Regions from separate parts of the Rattus norvegicus genome. Here region 2 is linked to region 1. Evidence: chromatin contacts called from public Hi-C data. All regions are on one chromosome and are shown on one strand. Each heading gives the region's core, a stretch centred on a gene start, on an enhancer-like site or on the middle of the called end of the contact. The rest is flanking DNA. Distances are from core to core; before and after follow the strand shown. Region 1 holds the start of Gpm6b (glycoprotein m6b). Region 2 holds the start of Gemin8 (gem (nuclear organelle) associated protein 8).

The links. Hi-C and Micro-C count contacts between places; a contact is called where the count stands out from the background.
Region 2: a Hi-C map of liver shows a contact between it and region 1, with 2.6 times the contacts expected there. The contact joins the promoter of Gemin8 here to the promoter of Gpm6b in region 1. A contact is called at or near these places in 5 of 12 Hi-C or Micro-C datasets (the A7r5 cell line, the Rat2 cell line, kidney and 1 more) and 1 of 1 datasets of contacts at active chromatin or transcription factors (oligodendrocytes).

The regions. Positions count from the first base shown.
Region 1 is chrX:31,729,007-31,734,898 of GRCr8, reverse strand. Gpm6b (glycoprotein m6b) reads left to right here and starts at 1,662. Exons shown (of 7, transcript NM_138846.2): 1 at 1,662-1,964. The coding sequence starts at 1,904.
Region 2 is chrX:31,906,684-31,912,652 of GRCr8, reverse strand. Gemin8 (gem (nuclear organelle) associated protein 8) reads left to right here and starts at 2,373. Exons shown (of 4, transcript NM_001007756.1): 1 at 2,373-2,455.

The sequences.
Region 1 (5,892 bases), core at 413-2,912:
TAGGTGGTGCCTTCCCAATCCCTTCACCAAGAGACAATAAAATAGGCTGAAACCATATTTCAGGGCAAAGCTGGCTGTGGGCGTGGTCTTCAGGGACAATGAGGAAAGTGGAAAGGGAGACGGAAAATTAAAAGAAAGTGTCGAAGCAGGCCAAACTGGTTTTCAACGTCTTTTCTTGTTTAACACAGCAGAAATGTTGAATATAAATGGGCGTGAGAGATTATCTAAAACCAAAGCATTAAAAGATCAGGCTGCTAAAAGATTTTGATTTGGGATCTTCCCACATTGTTTTGAGGTATTGTATAAAAATCCCATAAAACTTTGGAGAATGCTTTTAGGAGAGATGATTTCCACTTTTAAAAAAATGTGTGTGTGTGTGTGTGTGTGTGTGTGTGTGTGTGTGTGTGTGTGCACGCACAGTAATATATTGTCTCCTTCTACCATGTGGAGCCCAGGAATGGCGCTCTAGTGGTTAGATTTGGCAGCAGGAAATTTTACTGAGCCGTGTCACTGGCCCTCCAACATGTCTTTAATGTTTACTCCCAACATGGGTGTCAAGTAGACTATGCCGGCTCCTGGAATCCCATATCCCATGGTTATTGATAGTTATCGTTGTATGTGACTTCAGTTTACAGAATTTTTTCAGTGAGGACAATGAAGGTGAGTGAGTCAGATGCAATTATTAAATGAATATGAAATTGGTGATGCTTGAAAACTCAGGCTCATAATCAAAGAAAAGATTTAAATGCTTAATTTGAGTTAAGAACATTGGTCTTAATTGTGCAAAAGGGCTTGTGAATCAGGATCAGCCATCAGAATCATTGGAATCCCTGTGGGCACAATAGCCTTGAAGCCAGATGTTTAGAGTGCTGTTAAAAAGTACCCTCTTGAGGTTTAACGGAGGACTTCTAATTAATAATATTCTGTGCAGATGGAATCCCATCCTATCAAAAAACCTTGATTTTTGTATTAGAAACCACCAAAATATCAAGTAGATATACTTTCAATATACCGATTGTAGAATAAGCACGAGCCCCTTTTACAAATTGTGTTTGAGCTAAAATTCCTCATATATTAATACAAAGAAGTAGAATCTAATGCTAAATTGCTGTCAGCATTGTTAAATCTATTGGAAGTTTCTTCCCTCCTGAATATCTCTTCTCTTTTGTTGTTAGTATTTTTTAAGTAAACTTGTCCAGAGATTTGTGAAACAGAAGTTTTTCTGGTTTTTGTTTTTTTATTTTTTTTTAATAGAGCAAGAGTACATCTTTTGAAGAGACTTTTCCAGGGCTGGGAATAAATAGAATAAACAAAACTGATGCCCCAGAAAGGGGACGCATAGGAAAATAGGCATTCTCCTGAGAGATAACATATACTGTGGTCTGACCAAGTCACGTGGTGGGAGGGGGCTCTTTTCTTTCTCCTCCACATCCCTTCCTCTGATGTCACAAGTCTATTATTTCCTGGGAGAATTAATTAGTATTCATTGGGTTGCAGTTGGCAAGAAGAAAAAAGGGAGGGCAGAGAGACAGACAGAGAGACAGAGAGAGGGAGAGACAGAGACAGAGAGAGGGGGAGGAAGAGCTTGGTGGGGGAGCAGGAGCTTCCTGGGGTGCACTGAGAGTGGGGGCACAGAGTGGCTGTTTTATAACCGGGATCCTCGGTGACGTATGGTCGCCTGCTCCTTGGCAGCTGTCTTTATGGACCAGTAGGCAGAGCGAAATTGACGCTGACAAGACTTTCGCGTCTTGGAAGGCACTGTAATCTACTGTAGTGAAGAACAGAGCCTCTCAATCAGGCGGGTGGAAATAAGAGAGACAGAGGGGAGTCCAAAAGAAAAGGAAGAGGAGGGGGAAAAGTGTGTGTTGTGGGGAAGCAGGGAAAAGCATTTTTGGTGGATGGTATGAAGCCAGCCATGGAAACTGCAGCCGAGGAAAATACTGAACAAAGCCAAGAGAGAAAAGGTACCCAGCGCTCTGACAATAGCCTGTTTTAAAGATTTTGACTGAGGGTTCTTGAAAGGGGTTAGCCAGGTTTTGTCTCTTCTAAAAACGGCTCTAAAACAATCCCTGGTGGTGTGGTCTTGTATTGGGTGGGTTTTTTCTTTATCCTGGGGACTAATGTTAAATAGTGTTATTTCTATTTCTGTCGCAAGGATTTCTATGTAACGTGGTATTTCATAAAGGGTGTTTGTAGTTTGTCACCTTGGGCTACTGGATGGGAAAAACAGTCTCTCTTTTTTTTACTAAAATAATTAATCATGATTTAAGTCCTATGTTCTGCATGCTATGCTCACGGAATAGGAGATGTGTTATTCTGTATTAATGCTAAAGAACTAGAGGAACATGCATGCTAAATATGCTTTGATTCCAATAATACGCGAGTGACTTAGACATGCTCTAATTTTTTATTCTAACATGATTGTTCTTTCCATGTATCAGACTATGACATGTAATAATCATTTATAGTGGGGGCTTGAAAGGGGACGTCAGCTTTGTCCCCCAGCACCTATAGAAAGGAAGAGATCTTTTGCTAATTAAACTTAAATGATTTGGGGAAGGAAAAACTGTCCAAGGGCTCCATCTTTAAAGGAAGTCTTAGACGATGTCACAATTTTGATATTTAGGTTTTGGAGAAATTGTCGTTATTGCACCAAGAAAATGGCAGAAAAGAGACGCTATGCCTCTAAGGTCAAGTTGGATGCCCCATAGAAACAGCTCAGCCAGTGTTAGGTTAACGGCATCTAGCTGCACTGTAACTGATCTCTTCACTCCAAGATAGAAACCATCATAAAATGCACCAACATGTTTTATAACTGCACTAGCTCAGTTTAAAAAAAAAAAAGTCATGCTTAGGTTCTTTCTCATGACTTTTACAGAGAACAGCAGTCCCTAAATAATAGTAATTCTCCAGCCACAGTTTCTTTATTAATATATGGGTTGAGCCATACGAAATTGCTGCCGTCAAACATTTTAAATATGAAAAATACATCTACATGTAGTTCAACCTCACAGCACATTCGGGTGAAGACTGTGTATCTTCATATAGAATTTTTTTCTGCCTATACTAACATTCCATCCTAAACAGACCAATTTCATTTTTTAAATTTGTTTTTATAGAAGCATGATACTATCCACAGATTTGCCGTTTAACCTCTTTTAAACAGACACTTCAGGGGCAACAAGTACAAAGCAATTTCATTCGAAAGTTGGTCCTTTAGTTCAATCCTCACACAAAGTCTACCTCTCCCCTAACAAAAGGCACTCTGTCTTTTCGTGCATGTGATTTTTTTTTTCTCATCTCTTTTTTCGGAATCTGTGTGAATGGTCAAACAGCAATAAGAGAAACTCTTGGGAATATTTATCGAGTTTCATTTCCGTCACAATTAATACTAAGTTGACTGCATGTCTGATAATATAGTAGTATTCTGGAAGAAACTTACCCCAGTTCATAGCATTTTTCTTCTAAAATGGGTGGTTATTGCTTTATATATGCTTTTTATTAATGCTGTGTTTGCCTGTGGCAGATAAGACCACTGTGACTTCTGCAGACTATCTAGGTCTGGAGAAATGTACCTTTTGGTTTTCTCTCAAGAAACCAAAGGCATACAATTTTTACTACAGAAGCGTGTAGCTTATTCACATTTACTCTTATTTTGCGTTTTTACACATTTAATGGCTGGTCTACAGGTTACGACTCTGTCTCCAGTATATGAAAAGTAGTAAGCTATTATTACAGAGGCAAAATTAGAAGCAAATACAATTTTTAGAGAAACTTTCAAGATGACCAGGATTCATAAACACTAGTTATTAAGGAATTAAAAATGACAAGCTACCAAGCTAAGGTCACATGTAGAATACAGGCTTTGATAAGAATCTGGGCCAGAAAATTTATTCTCAATCTGCAGCAAGGATTGGGATCGCTGTGGGGACACCCACCCACCCATCCACCCAAAGCATTCTGGAAGGCGACTTAATGTATGTATGTATCTTGATTTGGATGACCAAGTCCATATTCTACCTGTACAAGTCCAAACTCCACAAGTATCATTGTCATTCCCTAGTTTCCTGACCCATTGCCCCCAAACAGTACCCATGAATGGTCCTGTCCACCCATCACTTCTGTATTCCTTCAGATGTAATTAATGTTAAGTGTATAGAACCTATGCTTAGTTCCTCGACATTAACATTTACAAATTTAGCATTATTATTTATAAAATGAATTGTGTGATTTTGGAACTTAGAGAATCTCCTCTTCATCTTCCTCCTCCCCCTCCACCCCCTTCTCCTCCTCTTCTTTCAAGACTTCTTAATTCCTAAATGTAATCCCCTACATTTTTGTTACTTCACAGAGGTTCGTTGCATATATTCCCACTGGTTTTCAGTTGTGGATGGCAGAGGCAATGCCTGTCTGTTAATTAGGGGTATTGATGCTCAGTGGCTAGCACCCAACAGCTTGTGAGTGAATAGCTTTGAATAGTTATTACAGTGTCTATGAAGAATGTAAATTAAACTGAGATTTATAAATTGACCCCAGCTTTTCTGGGTAGTGTTCGTTCCCAGAGAGAGTTTACATAGGGCAGCACAAGTGAGCTATTGCAATTCACTAACTGCCACCAAGAGGTCTGTTTCTTTAGAAATGCAATCAGAATTGCTTTGTTCTTATTTCAGACAAAAATGATCCAAATCTTAACAAAAGGGAAAGGGGTTGTGGCTTTGCAGTGCTCTCATAGTGTTATCCCAGCACGCTGCTAAGCAACCAAATTCACACCAAGTGTTCAGGGATACACAGGATTTGGGTGTTTAGGTGGTGGTGGTGGTGGTGGGTTGTTTTTTTGTTTGTTTGTTTGTTTGTTTTTTGTTTTTTTAAAGCCAGTTGGTTTTCTCCGATGAGTATAGCAAATGCAAAATTATTACAAGTGACAGTTTTTTTTAAATGGGAGCATAGAATTAAAGTGGCAGAACTGAATAAACAGATTCAGTAAAGATGGAATTAACAGAGAAAATGAATAAGGCAATTAAAGGAAGTGGATGATGGCTCTGCTGATGAAAAGATGGAAAGCTGGGACTCCGTTTGTTTCTGTGGAGTATCACTTAGTGTCATTTGTGAAAACAGATGCGTCTGGAATTGCTGGCAGCGTGTCAGCGTGGGTTAGATGACAATCGAGCCCCCAATAACTCGAAAGCTCTGTCATGGGGGGGAGCAATAGAGTCTGTGATGAAAATTATTTTTATGACATGTAGGAAATTGGAATTACTAGAATAATCATAAGCAGGCTAGTTCACTTCCTGTAAATCATTGCTGAAATCCATTCCGGAATCCAAGTATCAAATTAAGTTTCTAGCCACGTTGGAAGAGAGAAATGTGGTAAATTGGAAATAATGTTGACTGAAAATAAATTGGAGGACAGAGTCGGAATGCAAGATGAATTTGAATCAGTGCTTGTTTAGGAGGGGAACAAAAGCACTTCTCTGAAACATTTAACATGTTACATTATTCTGAAGGATCCCTGGCATTCTTACTGATATTTATTAACTTGTTTATATGAAGGTGATACAGGGAAAGTTTTAGATGCAGTTATTCTTTGGAAGAGTTTGCCAAGGTGAGCATCTGAAGTGACAGTGCCTGGGGAATAGGCTGTAGCAGAAAGTGGCTGGCCAGATGGCGGGGGACATATGTGGTAGGTATGACATGGCATCCTGTGATGGTTTGGGGGAGGGGAAGGGATTGTTGGTTTTTTTTTTTTTAAGAAAATTTAAATGTGGAGAACAATCCGAGCGAGTTGGTCTAGCCGTTCCTTTTCTGTTATCAGTTCCATGAACACACTTTTCACAACCTGGGCATGTTATTAAAACAAAAACAAAAAACCAAAAAACAAAAAAAGGAGGAACT
Region 2 (5,969 bases), core at 1,124-3,623, 180 kb before region 1:
TGCCTGAATGTGAGTCTTCCACTAGCAGCCTTCAGATGAAGACGTAGAACTCTCAGCTCTTCCTGTACCATGTCTGCCTGGATGCTGCCATGCTCCCACCTTGATGATACTGGACTGAAACTCTGAACCTGTAAGCCAGCCCCAGTTAAATGTCACCCTTTATAAGACTTGCCTTGGTCATGGTGTCTGTTCACAGCAGTAAAACCCTAACTAAGACAATGGTTAGGGCTAAAAGATAGGTAGAGGGTGAGTTTCTCATCCCATGGAGCTGCCAAATTACTCTGGGCTCCTCACTGTCATAATTGTGAGAACGAAACCTACTTCTCAACACTGAATGACTCATTTGGATCTCTACAACAAGAGTGAAAGCAATAGTAACATTCTAGCTAGCAATATAGTCTACACACATACTCTGTGTATATGTGTGCGTGGACACTCAGTATTTCTGAAACTGCTCCATTTGAAATACACTTACTCTAAGCCCACCATGTTCTTCCTTTCTTACAAGTTCCTCACCTCTTTCTCATATCACTCTCTTTTCTTTCCTTCCCTTCTTCCCTCAGACTCCAAATGACTTGCCTGCTTCCAAGAAGATAGTCACAGTCCTATAAACATACACAGACTTTTCTCATTTCTTGCCTAAACCAAACTGCCTCTGTGTGTGTGTGTGTGTGTGTGTGTTTGTGTTGTCTCTGTGTGTGTTCTGCAATATATTCTTCATATAAATTTACTACATTATGTCAGGTATGATAAGGTACATTCTCCCACCTGGGAAGTAGTTCTAGCCAAAGCTACATAAAACTCTTTCTAAACAAACAAAAAACATAATCGCAATCTAATTTGCTGTCTATGATCTCTACCCAACCAATTGTCAATTTTATGAAGTAAAAAAAAAACTGTCTTGTTTATCAGTGTATATTCACTAAATAAAATACTACATTCCATTAGAATTAGAATTTTTGCTACATATATAATTTTATGTTCTATTGGACAGATAAATAAAGTAAAATTATGTACATGGAATTAATTTCACTCTTCATTTATGGTAAATTCTCCTTCCCTAAGGGAAGGATTTCTTTCTGAACAGAGCTTCACGTGTCCCAGGTTGAACTCAGATTCACTCTGCAGCCAAAGACAACCTTGTCTCCATCTTCAGAATTCTAGGATTGCAGATATACCACCATGCTTAGTTTTGAGATGTGGTGAAGGTATAATTTAGTGCATCATGCAGGCTAGGCAAACATTCTATCAATTGAGCTATATCACTGTCAAGTAGAGTATTGCTTACAATCTGAGATAGTTAAGCCATGCTTGTTCATATTCGTGCCTGTAATCCCAACAGCAAAGAGGCAGATGAATCTCTGTGAATTCAAGCCAGCCAGGGCTACATGGTAAGCTTCAAGACAGCCAAAAGTGAGACTGTGTCAACCATAACTAGACATTTTACAATCACTTTTTCAATATTAACTCTTTAAAATGTGCTGTGGAATTTAATTAAGCACATCAAAAACTCTCACATTTAAGTATCTCAAAGCCACGTGTGCCTAGAGGCTACAAGATACTTCAGATACTTAGCATACAGTAGACATCCAGGATATGTTTGTTAAATATTCTTTTATACACCCATATTACGGGAATAACAAGGTAATAATGTCCCACTACTGACACTGTATAATTAGCCTTTTGTTTGGCATTTTACTTGTTTCCAAGTATCACGTTTTGGAATAACCACGCAATAAGCATCTGGTTCAAATTCGGTTTTCTTAGGAATAAATGCCCACAAAATACGGCACATTTTGCCAAAAACAAAACAAAAAAGCCCACTTGGCCTTCTGGTAGTTCATATTTTGTTATTAAGGACTCTTCTGCAAGTCCAGAAAGGCATGGACAGCTGACGATTATGACAGAAATACTAAGGGTACTTTCGTTTCTTGGTCTGAAGCAGTACATGATATATCATGCTAGGTACAAATTAAGGTTCCTAAATGCCAGCCTGAGACAGTTAAATACATAGATCTGAGTGAATCTACATTTTCAAAACAATTTCTCGTCCTCCATTTTAGTGAAGAAAGTGAAAGCTAAAAAAAAAAAAAAAAAAAAAAAACACAAGCAAACCAAAAAACCCGAAAGCTGAAGGCTCCGATTCAGCTCTGCTTCCCCAGTGCCCAATAGGCACTCGGCTCTCCGCCCGGACCGCCAAAACAAACGAATTCCCTTCCCATGAGGCCCTTGGCTCCGTGTAACCACTAGCACGACGTAACGTCACGTTCCAAGGCGGGATTTCCGTCTTCCTGGACGCGTACCGGAAGCTCGTTCCTTGTTGCCCAAGCAACACCACTCTCTTTCTCTCTCTCTCCTTGTGCCCTTCTCCACTCCGCCCCTTTTTCCTCCCCACCAGGAGAACTAGATCCGTTGTTACCCACCGCCTGAGATCTGCAAGCCGCGTGCCCACGAGGTGATTTCGGGGGCTGATGGGTTGCTTTTGGGGAGTAAGGGAGTAGCGTGGCAGCCCCGGGCCTAATTGCCTCAGAAGCTTGGAGTACTGTCTTGGCGCTCAGGCTGTGGCTGTTAATTACCATCACCCGGCAGCATGAGGTGGTTCCAGAGACCCACCGGAGTCCCAAACCCTAACAGATTGTTAAAACTAGTTCTAATTTATGCCCTCAACCCCTCACGTGCTTCCTAATCCTTGAATGCCTGCTGAGAATTCTGTTCCCAGGCCCCCACCTCAGACTCTTTCAATTCAGATCTTTTAGAAGTGACGCTCAAGCATGGGAAGGTTTGGGGGTTTGGGGTTTTTTTGGTTTTTTTTTTTTTTGTTTTTTTTTTTTTTTTTGTTTTTTTTTTTTTTTTTTTTAGCTCACGGTGTAATTCAAATGTGCTGTGGATCACAGTGTTGCAGTAGGTCTATCGGGACACATTCTTGGAGATGTCTAAGTGTCTGGCTTATTTACAAAAGCAAAACAAACAACAAAACCCGAGTTTTCTTTTATCCCCTTTGCAACTTTTGAGGTCTGTAGGTCAGAAATCTTAGTGGATATTATCTTGAGAACATTTGATAGTTGCTATGGGTAACCAGAGTTCTGAACCATTTTCTTTTCTTTTTTTCTTTTTTTTTTTTTTTCCTGAAATGATCGTTACAAACTCGCTGCACAGATTAGGTTCTGGACTCAACTGTTGCTGGGGTTTTTATTTGAGTTTTTGTTTGTTTTTTGTTTTGTTTTTTAACTAAAAGGCAGAACATTACTCAAAATCTTCAGACTAAAAGTTAATAACACAAAGCCTCTATGAATTGTGAGATTGGGATACTATTTGAAAGTACAATTTACGCTAGCATAGTTTGTCAAGATAACAGTCCCTTTGGGATGGCAGTGAAAGAGAAACCATGTAGATATGCTTTGGCAAATCTAACACCTGCAGGTTCACAGTAAAGTGTGTGATCCCTTCTGTTGACTGTTGGGCTGGGAAAATAAATAACCCGAAGTTGCGGAGAGACATTTTCATCCTGAAACTGTTCCACAGCTGCCAGAGGCTTATTTTGTGTTTCTTAAAGTCCAGCATTTAAGGAGCAGTTAAGATAAGGATGGCAGGAAATTAAACGTGGCTGGAGGTTAGATAAGAGTTCACAAGCACACTATAGAACTCTCTAAATTACTTATTTATGTTGCAAAATCCACCCGTAAACCACTTGGACTAGTGAATGCAGACTGTAACGTTTAAGGCCAGATGAATTGAAAATATATTAATGTATTTAGACATTTGAAACTTATTACTTTTTTTAGTTACTATCCCTTAATAATTTGGTGGAAGCACAGGTAGGAGAGAATATTATCAGGATATAACAGACAATCTCAACAATTCCAGTAGCCTCTAAAGGCATGAGATTATACCTGTTATTTTCTCTGGTGGAAGAAAAATAGGATCTCTAAAAGGAATAAATTATAGAATCTATCCCCTCCAAATAAGTGCCCAGAGGAAGTACAGTATGCAGAAAAGAAATTAGCATGGAATTACTAGAAAAGTATTTATAGGAAGTAACTTAAAATAGGTCTCTGGAAAGATAAAAGTGGCTTTAAGTGCCCAAACTAGTCAAGATGTTTGCTGCTGTGCCAGTAATTGTGAGTGTGTGCTCTATTTGGCCTTCCTCTCTGATGGTCACACTAGGATAGGTTGTATGAAATACGTGCCTGAAATGAGACGAGAGTCACCTTCTTGTGAACTGGATTATCATCGTTCTCTGGTGTCCTGGTTTTTCAGCTCTCTGATTACCTGTTATGTTTCTGACTAAGAGTGTCTTGCTCCTGTTGGGACTCCTAGTTCATTTCTGATTGATACTAGCCACACAAAGGATTCAGCGCAATTGCAAAGAGAGCCATTCACAAATCTTTTCTCATCCTTGCTGTTAAAGTAAACAGTACCTTTCTCTGGGTCAAATGTGATTTGTATTGGAAGGGGCAAGAATTGGTATCTATACCCTTTCAGTCTTCTCAACCTACCCCATGCCTGCCTTGTAACAGCACTTGCAACACCCAGGTAAGCATGAACTGGAGCCTGGGCTTGAGAAAGTGAAAAAGGAATTAAATAATCCTTACTTGTCTCCCTCCATCTTCAGCTTTAAAGATGGCTGTTACAGATGGATCTGCTGTATGTTTGCAAGGTAGCCCAGTGGGTAAACTGACACATGCACACAATAAACAAATGTTCTTGTTTTAAAAGTGGAGCATGGACTCCTCCCATGGTGGACGTAGGCCATTTGGACTTGTGCCATCTTTAATGTCTATAAATGACTATGTAGAGACCATACAAAGCTATAGGAAAAAAATCCATGAGAGTGTCAAGCCTGCTATGCTCAACTAACTACAAGAACCAGCTAGAGGTGGCATGGGGACAGCAAGTGTAGGAGGGCAGGAAACTGTCAGAAATCCCCGTTGTATCATTTTTCCTCATTGAGCTAACTACTGGTATTTATGCAATTGAAAGGCATCTCTAATGGGCTGGCATTGTGCATGTTCAGGAAGATTTCTTACAATCACACATGAACTTCTGTTACTCGGGCCTTCATTTACTTCATTTTAGTCCCCAGCATACTCCTTTGTAGCAGGCAGTGTGTTCTGATGATCTTAATTGCATCCCCAGACTGTCAGTCTGGCTCAAAGCCAAATCAAAGGGGACCTCAACAGCAAAAAAGTTGACCCTCCAGGCTGTAGACACAAAGACTAATATAACAATTGATTTTGAATAGCTTCCTTTGCAAAAGTAAAAGCAAATGAGCCTTCATGTATTTAATTTTCAGAATTGTACAAAGATAAAGCAGAAAGGAAATTGGTGTTATAGAATATACATTATAGTTCTGAAGAGGATTTGTGGTTTTATTTTGCTTTCTGGTTGCCATGACACGTCCTACATCCTATAATTATAAGATTATGAATATTCAAGAAAAAATGGTATACAAATATGCAATGAAAAGAATATATATGCCACTGCCTTTCAACAAAGCATTATCATAGGTAGAATATGTTAATGATTTAGTGAAAATAAGTCATTTTATCTGGAGAAAAATGATAAAACTCCCAACTGTTGTTCTTTGTGTATAGTTGTGCATTTAAAAATATGTCTTTCAGAGCAAGCAGAGCCGCTGCCGAACAAATGTGCTTTTTTCCCCCTTTTTTTTTTCTTTCTTGCTTTAGAAAGGCTGTATGGGAAAATATATCATTCAAGACTGGGAGGCTCTGTCTTGTCGGTAGGCCTCAGCAGTGGTTAGTGAATGACCTCAATGTCGTTGTGGTTTTTTTCCTCCCTCCTTTGGTGGTTGAGGACAGACAATGAATGGTCTCTGTATTCCCCAGAGCTCAGCTGGGTGGTGACCATGATGCCATTGTGTTCGCTGTGGAGGGCTGCCCAGTTTGCAGAGCTTCGGATCCGGCCTTCCCTGACATTGCCAATCGCTTTTCTCTCCGTTGCACCAGCCC